Linked DNA regions of Mus musculus: region 1 is linked to region 2. Evidence: chromatin contacts called from public Hi-C data. All regions are on one chromosome and are shown on one strand. Each heading gives the region's core, a stretch centred on a gene start, on an enhancer-like site or on the middle of the called end of the contact. The rest is flanking DNA. Distances are from core to core; before and after follow the strand shown.

Region 1 (4,656 bases), core at 1,297-3,796, 210 kb after region 2:
AAGAACAGAAAGTCATGGGCAGAGGAAAAGAGAAAGAGACAAAGAGTGGAGGGAGAACAGAGGGTGAGAGACAGAGAAGAAGGGACAGGAAACTTGAGTTTCATGTGTTTTGAAGGATGGAAACAATTGATTTTCTTATTGCAATCCGTTGCTGAGAACACTGCTGACATTCCTTAGCGTGCAAAGTTCATCACAGCTGGGCTTACAGCATCTCCCCCAAGCACAGCTTTCCACTGAAGACTTGAATTCTTGGTTGATAACCTGCCACACCCTTGCTTTGAGTCATCTTTCCAGCCATTCTTGCCCAGAGACAAATTGAGCACTGACTTAGCTGGTGTAGAAACTTATATTTTTGACAAGTTTCCAGATGTAAATAAGAAACTAACTTTTTCAATGCATCTTGTTCATATCAGAAAAGTGACAAGTATATAGGAAGCAATTTGTGTAGGTCACAACAGTGCTGGCTTTGCCTGATATGGTTTCCCAGGACACATGTTTCAGCCATTGTAACAATAGCTCACTCAGATCGACACCCATCTGGACACTGCACTATGAAGCATTTGGATATGAGGAAACCAAAGCTCTAGGACATAGAACACAAAGGCTTGTGAAGCAGAACTTCCAAACACACTCAAAGTAGAGAAGCATGATAAATCATGCAATCTGGAGGATTAGTTCTCCAGGTCTCCCCCAAAGCCTTAAAATGGAACAATGCCTAGATCTGCAAAAACATCAGCCATATGTCTGTAGTGAGTATATCAATCAGGAATCTTTTTCTTATGCAAAAATGCTACTTTAAGAAGTTTTATAAACTTAAAGAATGTGACAGGAATTATGCATAGCGTTGATGAAATAGTGCATACAAAATTTTTAATTAGTACAAAGTAGCATTACGTTTTTTCACTCAGAAAAATAATTCTACTGACAATTTTCAATAAATCTCAATGTTTGCATTTTCCATTTAGAGTAAAGAGAGATGTACTTATATGTATTAGCACTGGTTTTTGTATACTGCAAATATATGAAAAACTTATGTTTCTAACATGGTTTGAACAGACAAAAACTTTGAGGTAAAGGATGAAGACTATTAATAGAAAGACACATACATGTCGGTCCTCAATTTCTTCACTTTAACCCGAGCCCAGCCAATCTCAGAAGTTCTATTCCCTGCCTCTTCTGGCAGCTCTTCTCCAATCTGAAATCAGAAGATGCACAGGGGGTGGATTTTTGTCCTATTTTATTGCTTCTTGTCGCCAAAAGACATCACTTTTCTTCCTTGAACATCTCAGTGTGGGCTCTCTGTGAGCAGGGACACATGGAGGAAGACATAGCATTATCCATGCTTATAGCATTGATGTCTATAAAAACAGATTTTTAAAAATAGTATTATATATTAGGAAAGAGAAAATTATATATAAAAAATAATTCTAAATGAGATGGTTTTCCTAAAGAGGGAAGTTTTGAGCTGGATCATTAAGAAATAACATGAATTGATATAATGGGGTAAATTTTTAAGTGTGCATGCACAAAAAGGGAATATTTCTATGAGGTTAAGACTAAAGAAATAAATGCACATGGCCATGATTAGGATCAAAATGCCCACGATTGATTTTTAAAGATAAATGAAGGAATAAGGAAGTGAAGGATAGGGTATCAAGATATAAGTTGGTCATCATAATAAGGGTAACAAGTACATTTTTTCTACAGAGATTTAATCAGAGATATAGTGGTATTTATTCCTCAACTAGATCTAGAAATACATAGAAAACTCTTCAGATGAGGTCTTGGAACAGAAACATAGAAAATACTGATGTAGACATATTTGTAGTAATTATTACATTAGAAATTAGAAATTCTATTCCACACTTTGAACTTTCTCTTTTGTAGTTTCTTACAAGGACAAGACTTGAAAAGTTTGATTGCTTTTTTTTCTCTTTAGTAATGCCTGTTCTGATTTCTTTAGTAACACATAAACTGGAAATTTTACAAGGAAGCAGTCAGGGTTGCTAAAGAAATTCGTGAGAAATAGAGCAAGGGGAACAGTAACAGATAAGAGTCTCAATATCTCTTCAAACATAGCTCAAAGACAGTTTTGTGACAATTGCCTCCAGTCTAACATTTGGAATGCAGAGTGGGTGGTGAGTTCAGGGCCTTCAGAGGATTTTCCTTTATAGTCTCTTACAGTTTCCTGTTAAAATTGAGTCAGGATGGACTCTGGCAAAACTCAAAGTATCAGAGTCTTCTAGAAAGATAAAATTTACAAAATGACCATGCCGGAGAATGGGAGTCAAAACACTTTTTCAAATTCAGACAGTTTTTACTGTTTCAGAGGGAAATTTAAAAACACACAAACAATTGTTGTAGGCTATCACAAAGCACATTCCTATGTGTTTCTGTCATGCAAATATGTATTTAAGACTAATGCATGTTATAAACATATGCATAGGCTGATGTACACATGCTCCAGATGTGCTGTTTCTGTGTCTGTGGGTTGTGTCCTCTACACACAGGGAAAAATATATTAATCATTGCTTTTACTGCTGAGGGGATGGGTTCTGCTCTCATATTTCAGAAAGGGGCTGGAAAGTGAGGGAAGCCAAACTTTTTCCTATTTAAGGCCAGAGCAGAGGGAAGCGAGCGGCTGAGTTTTATGACGGGCCCGGTGCTGAAGGGCAGGGACAACTGATGGTGCTACTCTGAGCTGCTTCTTCCTCTCTCCTCTTTTGCACAAAGAGTCTCATGTCTGATATTTAGACATGATGAGCTTTGTGCAAAGTGGAACCTGGTTTCTTCTCACCCTTCTTCATCCCACTCTTATTTTGGCACAGCAGTCCAACGTAGGTAAGTAGGTACCGATTTGAACAGGCTTTCTGGGTTAATTTTGCCTTAACTTCTTACAAAGGGTAAGATAGTGGGAAAATCAGCCTCCTAAGAATTTCCTGTCTAGCCTCTGACTGTGGAATGTTTTGTTAACCTTAATTTTGTTTTCTATATTTGATTTTTTTAAAAGTTAATGTACATGTATAATATTCTCTAGTTGTTTAAGGTAAAAACTGTTCTTAAATTAACTTGATTTCATGTTCACCTTTTAAAAAATGTTTTAAAGTACTCCCCTCCTGCATTGTGAACATCTTGGCATGCTCCCAGGCCATCTGGAATTTATTGGTCTCTTGTAATAATTTCATGTTCTCCTTTGTACACTGCTCTCTTTACAAAGATAGGATATTTAGCCATGTTTTTCAAAAGAATGCACTAGAAATGTCTCTGAAATGAATAACCCTTAAGAAGATACTAGAAAATAAATAGAATCCCTTATGTATTTCTGTAAAACTATAAATGTGGACTATCTATGGACCTTCCAGAAATGAGCCCAGGCTGCAAAAACGTGTCATTGTTTCTGTTTTTATTGCATTCCATGATTGCACACATTCAATGTGCTCAGAGTTTGCCAAAAGTTGTTTTATGTTCTGTTTAGCTGGATTTCCATTACTGAAGATAACATAATTTAACAGGAATATTTTTGCTTTCCTCCAAACAAGGTAAAGATACAAGTTTTGCTCAAAAAGGCAGACTTGAAATAGTTTTGGTAGCCAAATGTAATGATCTTTATTTTCTTGTGCCCCAAATTAAAAGCAACTGTCTCATTATTTACTTAAATACTTTTAAAAATGCATATGTTCCTTGTCATCATGAAAATTTGGGGTGCACACTTTTTTCAAAATAATTGTGTTGATGTAAATCTTATCTGTGGCTAAAAGAAGTTGCTAGCAGTTCTTTTCATACATAATCAAACACGTTGGTATTTAAACCTTTAGTTTTAGCAAATGCTTCATGAGCATTCGTTTTTCCACTGTGTGCAGTGTCTTCACTAGTTTCAGAAGTTATCTATGCAAGAGTAAGGGAAGGAGACACTTTATATTTCTGTATGTTCAGTCCACAGATACACAGAGAAGGAGCTCCCAGATTGCTTGTTTCTTAATTCTGTTCCCCTTAACCCACCCTTCCATCCCCCTCCATCTTTCCCCCCTCCTTATCTCTCCACCCCTTTTGGCTCCTTAGGAACTCCCCTCCCAATTTTCCTTCCTCACTCATCACCCCTCCCCCATCCTAGGCTTATCCACCTCCCTCCCCCCACCCCAGTCCTCACCCCTCCCTGTTCTCAGTGACTCACTCTCTGCTTCCCATCTTTATTTTCATCCTCTCTCCTCCCCAGCTCATCTTACATTTTCTTTTCTTTGGATAGTCAATTCCTTTTTAGCTTTCTTTTTTCACTTTCTCTTCACATCCTGCCCTCCTGGAAGATGAAACAACCCCAAGCCTTCCCTATTAATAGGAGACATGATCCAAAGAAATGTTAATTCCTTAGCAGCCCAAACTTTTATTCTGAAATCTAGATGAAGAATCATAGAATCTTAATTTTTTTTAAAGAAAGAAAGACAGACAGAAAGAAAGACAGACAGACAGACAGAAAGGAAGGAAGGAAGGAAGGAAGGAAGGAAGGAAGGAAGGAAGAAAGAAAGGAAGGAAGGAAGGAAGAAAGGAAGGAAGGAAGAAACCTATGTCTTTGGGACATTAATTAAAATATCAACATAGTATCTATAGTTTCTTAACAGTTAAAGTAATATGAGAAATACTATAGGAACAGTGGGTGTGTTT
Region 2 (4,998 bases), core at 404-2,903:
TAACAAAGACCAGCTACAATTAAAGAATAAATGAGAGAGAAATTCATTCCCCCTCCGCCCTCTCTCTCCCCCTCTGCTTCCCTCTCCTGCTCCCTCACTCCCCCCCATCCCATCCTTCTTTCTCTCCTATCTAGTGAAAGGGGTGAAATGGGGGATAAAGAGTAGGAAAAGAAGAACCCACAAATTAGCAAAAACCAGCTATAATGCTTAAAGCCCTTTCATAGGTCACTTATTATCACAGTGTGTTAAGATCTCACTATTGATTTTTTGATTACAAAGGTAAACACTTAGTCTCCCAGTATGGTAAGCAGACTTGCTACAATATGACATTTGAAATCAATAGAAGAAATTTTGCTATTCTGTGTAATATCTACCTACCAGATGCTCCCTCCTACATATTCCATAAAATCATTCATCTATGCTTTTCTCTGTTTCTGAGACTTAACAGGTTCTATAACCTCTAATGTAGTGGAACATATTATGCTATGCCACTGGAATCTACATTCTTAGACCTTAGTCATTCATAATAGCTTTGAAAGAACACTCTTATTTAAACTAGAGCAAAAATTGACTGACTTATAGCATAATAATACAATGGACACTATGTGTATACATGTATTTACATGTACACACACACTCATATGCATGCATGTTAGCACACACAGGCATAAATGAACAAACATGATTTCTAAAACATATTAATGAATGTCACAGAAACTTAGGAAAAAGATCCAAGCCCAAAATGTAAACTGTATTATGTGATTTCATTAACACCAAACAAAAGACAAAGTGGATTTAATTCTTAGTATCAGAAGGTTGAATTTTGGTAATCTGTATGGAGGAAAAAGTGAAAGGAAATGGGTGGTAAAATGTTCCTTTGGAATGTCCAAGTTATTCCATATATTGAGCTCCTTGGTGGTTACTTTGTTTTTGTTCTCCATGTAGCAATTTTTGAAACTTGTTTTTTGTGTAGTTTAGATTTATGTACTTTTCCATGAACATGGTCTATTTCAATTAAATGTCTACTTATATTTGAAAATAAAGATTTAAATTGTTTGGTGTAGAAACAGGTCTTGTCCCAGAACTCAGGTCCTCTTGTCACCATTTGCTCATAAGTGCTGCATTGGGGACACTAATGTAGTTTTAAGACAAAGAGTTGTTTTAGCAGATTCTTATATTTTAGTAGGAAAAAGATAAGTTGTTTATTTTGAAACATTGATTTACATTCCAAGGGGTTATGTAATTTCTGGGCTAATAAAGGAACAGTCTTTGTCACAATAATAAATGGCCTCTGTGTGTCCACACTGTGTTACAAAAACATCCTGTCATAAAACTCTTTTTAGGTTTTTGGGGTAATTAATGTTTCTTTTAAAGTTAGGCAGTGCAGCTGAAACCTCTGTTTTGTTTTGTATTTTTTTATTCCAAGTTTGAAAGTGAGTTCCTGACCCATAGTCCTCAAAATCATGATGGTTTGATGTTTTTATTCTATTACAGGCACATTTTATCATTATTATTATCATCGTCATTGTTGTCATCATTGTTATCATCATCATCATCTTTATCACTATTAATCTCTTTTACAAACCAGTCGTTATCACCCTAGTGATCTATGCTCTGACTGTTCCTCATCTCATTCCTCCTTGCTCATCTCCAAGAGGATCTTCCCACCCCAACTCCAACAGACCTCGCCACATTCTGAAGCCTCAAGTCTCTCTAGGGTTAGGTGCATCTTCTCTCACTGAGGACAGACCAGGCAGTCCTCTGTTGTATATGTGTCTGAAGCCTCATATCAGCTAGCGTATGCTGCTTAGTTGGTGGCTCAGTGTCAGAGAGATCTCAGGGGTCCAGGTTACTTGAGATGGCTGGTGTTCCTATAGAGTTGCCCTCCTCCTCAGCTTCTTTCAGCTTTTCCCTACTTCAACCACAGAGTTTCCTGGCTTCTGTCCATTGCTTGGGTGTAAGAATCTGCATCTGACTCTTTCAGCTGCTTGTTGGGCCTCTCAGGCATAATAGGCTTCTGTCTGTGATCACACCATAGCATCATTAACAGTGTCAGGCCTTGGTGCCTCCCCTTGAAATGGACCCCAATTTGGGCTGGCCACTGAACTTGCTTTCCCTCAATCTTTTCTCCACTTTTATCCCTGAAGTTCTTTTAGACAGGAACAATTCTGGGTCTGATTTTTGCCTAGGGGAATGGTAGCCCCATCCCTACACTTGATGCCCTGTCTTTCTACTAGAGATAGTCTTTATAAGTTCCCTCTTCCCACTGTTGGGCATTTTGTCTAATGTCCCTACCTTGGAGACCTAAACATCTCTCATCTCCCAAGTCTCTGCCCCCCCCCCCCCCACTTCCTACCTCCTGAGGTTTCTGATCTCCATTCATTCAGCTAGCCCTCAGGGCTTCACACCAGTTCCTGCCACCACAATATCAGATCATGTTCTCTTTTTCACCTCTCCGCCCCCTCTCTGACTCAGGTACCTTCCTCCCTCTGCCCCTGTGATTGCTTTGTTCTCCCTCCCAAATGGGATTGTAGCATCCTGACTTAGGCCCTTCAGCTTGTTAACCTTGAGTTTTGTGGATTGTATCCTAGGTTTCTTTACTCTTTTTGACTAATATCCATTGATTAGTGAGTGTATACCATGCATGTCCTTTTGAGTCAGAGTTGCCTCACTCAATATGATATTTTCGAGTTCCATCCATTTGCAGGCCAAAGTCATGATGTCCTCATTCTTAATAGCTGAAGAGTACCCCATTGTGTAAATGCACCACATTTTCTGTATCCATTCTTCCTTTGTGGGACATATGGGTTTTCTCCAGCTTCTGGCTATCAGATAAGGCTGATATAAACATAGTGGAACATGTGCCTTTGTTCCATAGTGGGGCATCATTTGGGTATATGCCCAAGAGTGGTATAGTTGATTCGTCAGGTATATCGATTTCCAATTATATGAGGAACCTCCAGATTGACTTACAGAGTAGTTATACCAGTTTGCACTCCTACCAGCAATGGAGAAATGTTCCTGTTTTTTCACATCCTCTCCAATGTGTTGTCACCTGAGTTTTTTATATTAGCCATACTGATTAGTGTAATGTGGGATCTCAGAGTTTTGATTTGCCTTTCCCTGATAACTAAGAAATTTGAACATTTCTTTAATTGCTTCTCTTGGCCATTCGAGATGATTCCTCTATTGTGAATTTTGTTTAGTTCTTTACCTCACTTTTGACAGGGTTATTTTGTTCTTTTTTTTTTTTTTTTTTTTTTTTTGGTGCTTAGCTTCTTGAGTTTATTATACATATTGGATATTAGCCCTCTATTAGATGTATGGTTAGTAAAGATTTTTTCCCAATTTTTAGGTTGCCAATTTGTCTTATTGCATATGTTCTTTACCGTTCAGAAGCTTTCCAGTTTCAGGAGGTCTCATTTATCAATTCTTGATCTTAGAATCTGAGCCACTGGAGTTCTGTTTAGGAAATTTCCCCTGTGCCAATGAGTTCTAGGCTCTTTCTCACTTTCTCTTTTATTCGATTCATTGTAAATGGTTTTATGTTGAGGTCCTTGATTCACTTGGACTTCAGTTTTGTGCAAGATGACAAATATAGATCTATGTTCATTTTTCTACTCACACACTGCAAGTTAGACCAGCATGCTTTCTTTTTATCATTGTACATTTTTGGCTTCTTTGTCAAAGATCAAGTGTCCATAAGTGTGTGGGTTTATTTCTGGGACTTCAATTCTGTTCTATTCATCAACCTGTCTGTCTGTACCAATTCTGTGCAGTTTTTGTCACTATTGCTCTGTATTATAGCTTGAGGTCAGGGATACTGATTACCCCAGAAGTTTTTTTATTTTTAAAAATTGTTTTGCTGTCCTGGGTATTTTGTTTTTCTATATGAAATTGAAAATTGCTTTTTCCATGTCTTTGAAAAATTGTCTTAGAATTTTGATGGGGATTACATTGAATCTGTAGATTGCTTTTGGTAGGATAGTCATTTTTACTATGTTAATCTTGCCAATCCATGAAGATGAAAGGCCTTTCCATCTTCTGAGATCTTGTTCAATTTCCTTTTTTCAGGGATTTGAAGTTGGTGTGTTACAGATCTTTCACTTGCATGGTAAGAGTTAGATCAAAATATTTTATAGTATTTGTGCCTATTGTAAAGAGCGTTGCTCCCTATTTTTTTTCAGCTTATCATTTGTATAAAGGAAAGCTACTGATTTGTTTGAGATAATTTTATATCCAGTCACTTTGCTGAAGTTGTTTATCAGCTGTAGAATTTCTGTGGTAGAATTTTTGATGTTGCTTATGTGTACTATCATAACATCTGCAAAGAGTGATTCTTTGACTTCTTCTTTGCCAATATGTATCCCTTTTATCTTCTTTTGTTGTCTTATTGCTCTAACTAGAACTTCAAGTACTATATTGAATAAACATGGGAAGAGTCCTCCTTGTCTAATCCCTCAATTTTGTGGGGTTGCTTCAAGTTTCTCTCCATTTAATTTGAAATTGGCTGTTGCTTTGCTGTATATTGCTCTTATTATGTTTAGGTATGGGCCGTGAGTCCCTGATATTTCTAATTCTAATACTTTTAACATTAAGAGGTGTTGTATTTTGTCAAAAGCTTTTCCAGCATATAATGAGATGATCATGTGGTTTATTTTTGTTTGTTTATATAGTGGATTACATTAATGGATTTTCATATATTGAACCAACCCTACATCTCTCGGATGAAGCCTACTTGGTTATGGTGAATTATCTTTTTCATGTGTTCTTGGATTCAGTTTTTGAGAATTTTATTGAGTATTTTTGCATCAGTATTCATAAGTGAAATTGGTTTGAAGTTCTCTTTTTTGTTGGTGGTGAGTCATTGTGTAGTTTAGGGATCAAAATGATTGTGGCATTTTAGAATGAATTAGGTAGTGTTCTTTTATTGTTGTTGTTTTTTTTTTTTTCTATTTGATGGAATAGTTTCTAACTATTGGTATTAGATCTTCTTTG

What was found. A called contact is a pair of places that touch in the nucleus more often than the background predicts.
Region 1: a Hi-C map of uterus shows a contact between it and region 2, with 6 times the contacts expected there. The contact joins the promoter of Col3a1 here to the enhancer-like site in region 2. A contact is called at or near these places in 11 of 39 promoter capture datasets (the 3T3-L1 cell line, 3T3-L1-derived adipocytes, cranial neural crest and 6 more), 10 of 484 Hi-C or Micro-C datasets (the 3T3-L1 cell line, 3T3-L1-derived adipocytes, the HL-1 cell line and 2 more), 5 of 115 datasets of contacts at active chromatin or transcription factors (the NIH/3T3 cell line, cardiomyocytes, fibro-adipogenic progenitors and 2 more) and 2 of 9 other capture datasets (adipose tissue and embryonic stem cells).

The regions. Positions count from the first base shown.
Region 1 is chr1:45,308,992-45,313,647 of GRCm38.p6, forward strand. It overlaps Col3a1 (collagen, type III, alpha 1), which reads left to right and starts at 2,547. Exons shown (of 51, transcript NM_009930.2): 1 at 2,547-2,841. The coding sequence starts at 2,757.
Region 2 is chr1:45,099,873-45,104,870 of GRCm38.p6, forward strand. No RefSeq gene overlaps it. Among named protein-coding and RNA genes, the nearest start is that of Col3a1, 210 kb to the right of the region's middle. Within about 2 kb of position 1,654, at least 2 of the 459 cell types and tissues checked have an H3K27ac peak or open chromatin away from gene starts, as enhancers often do. A contact at or near this core is called in uterus, where this site is marked.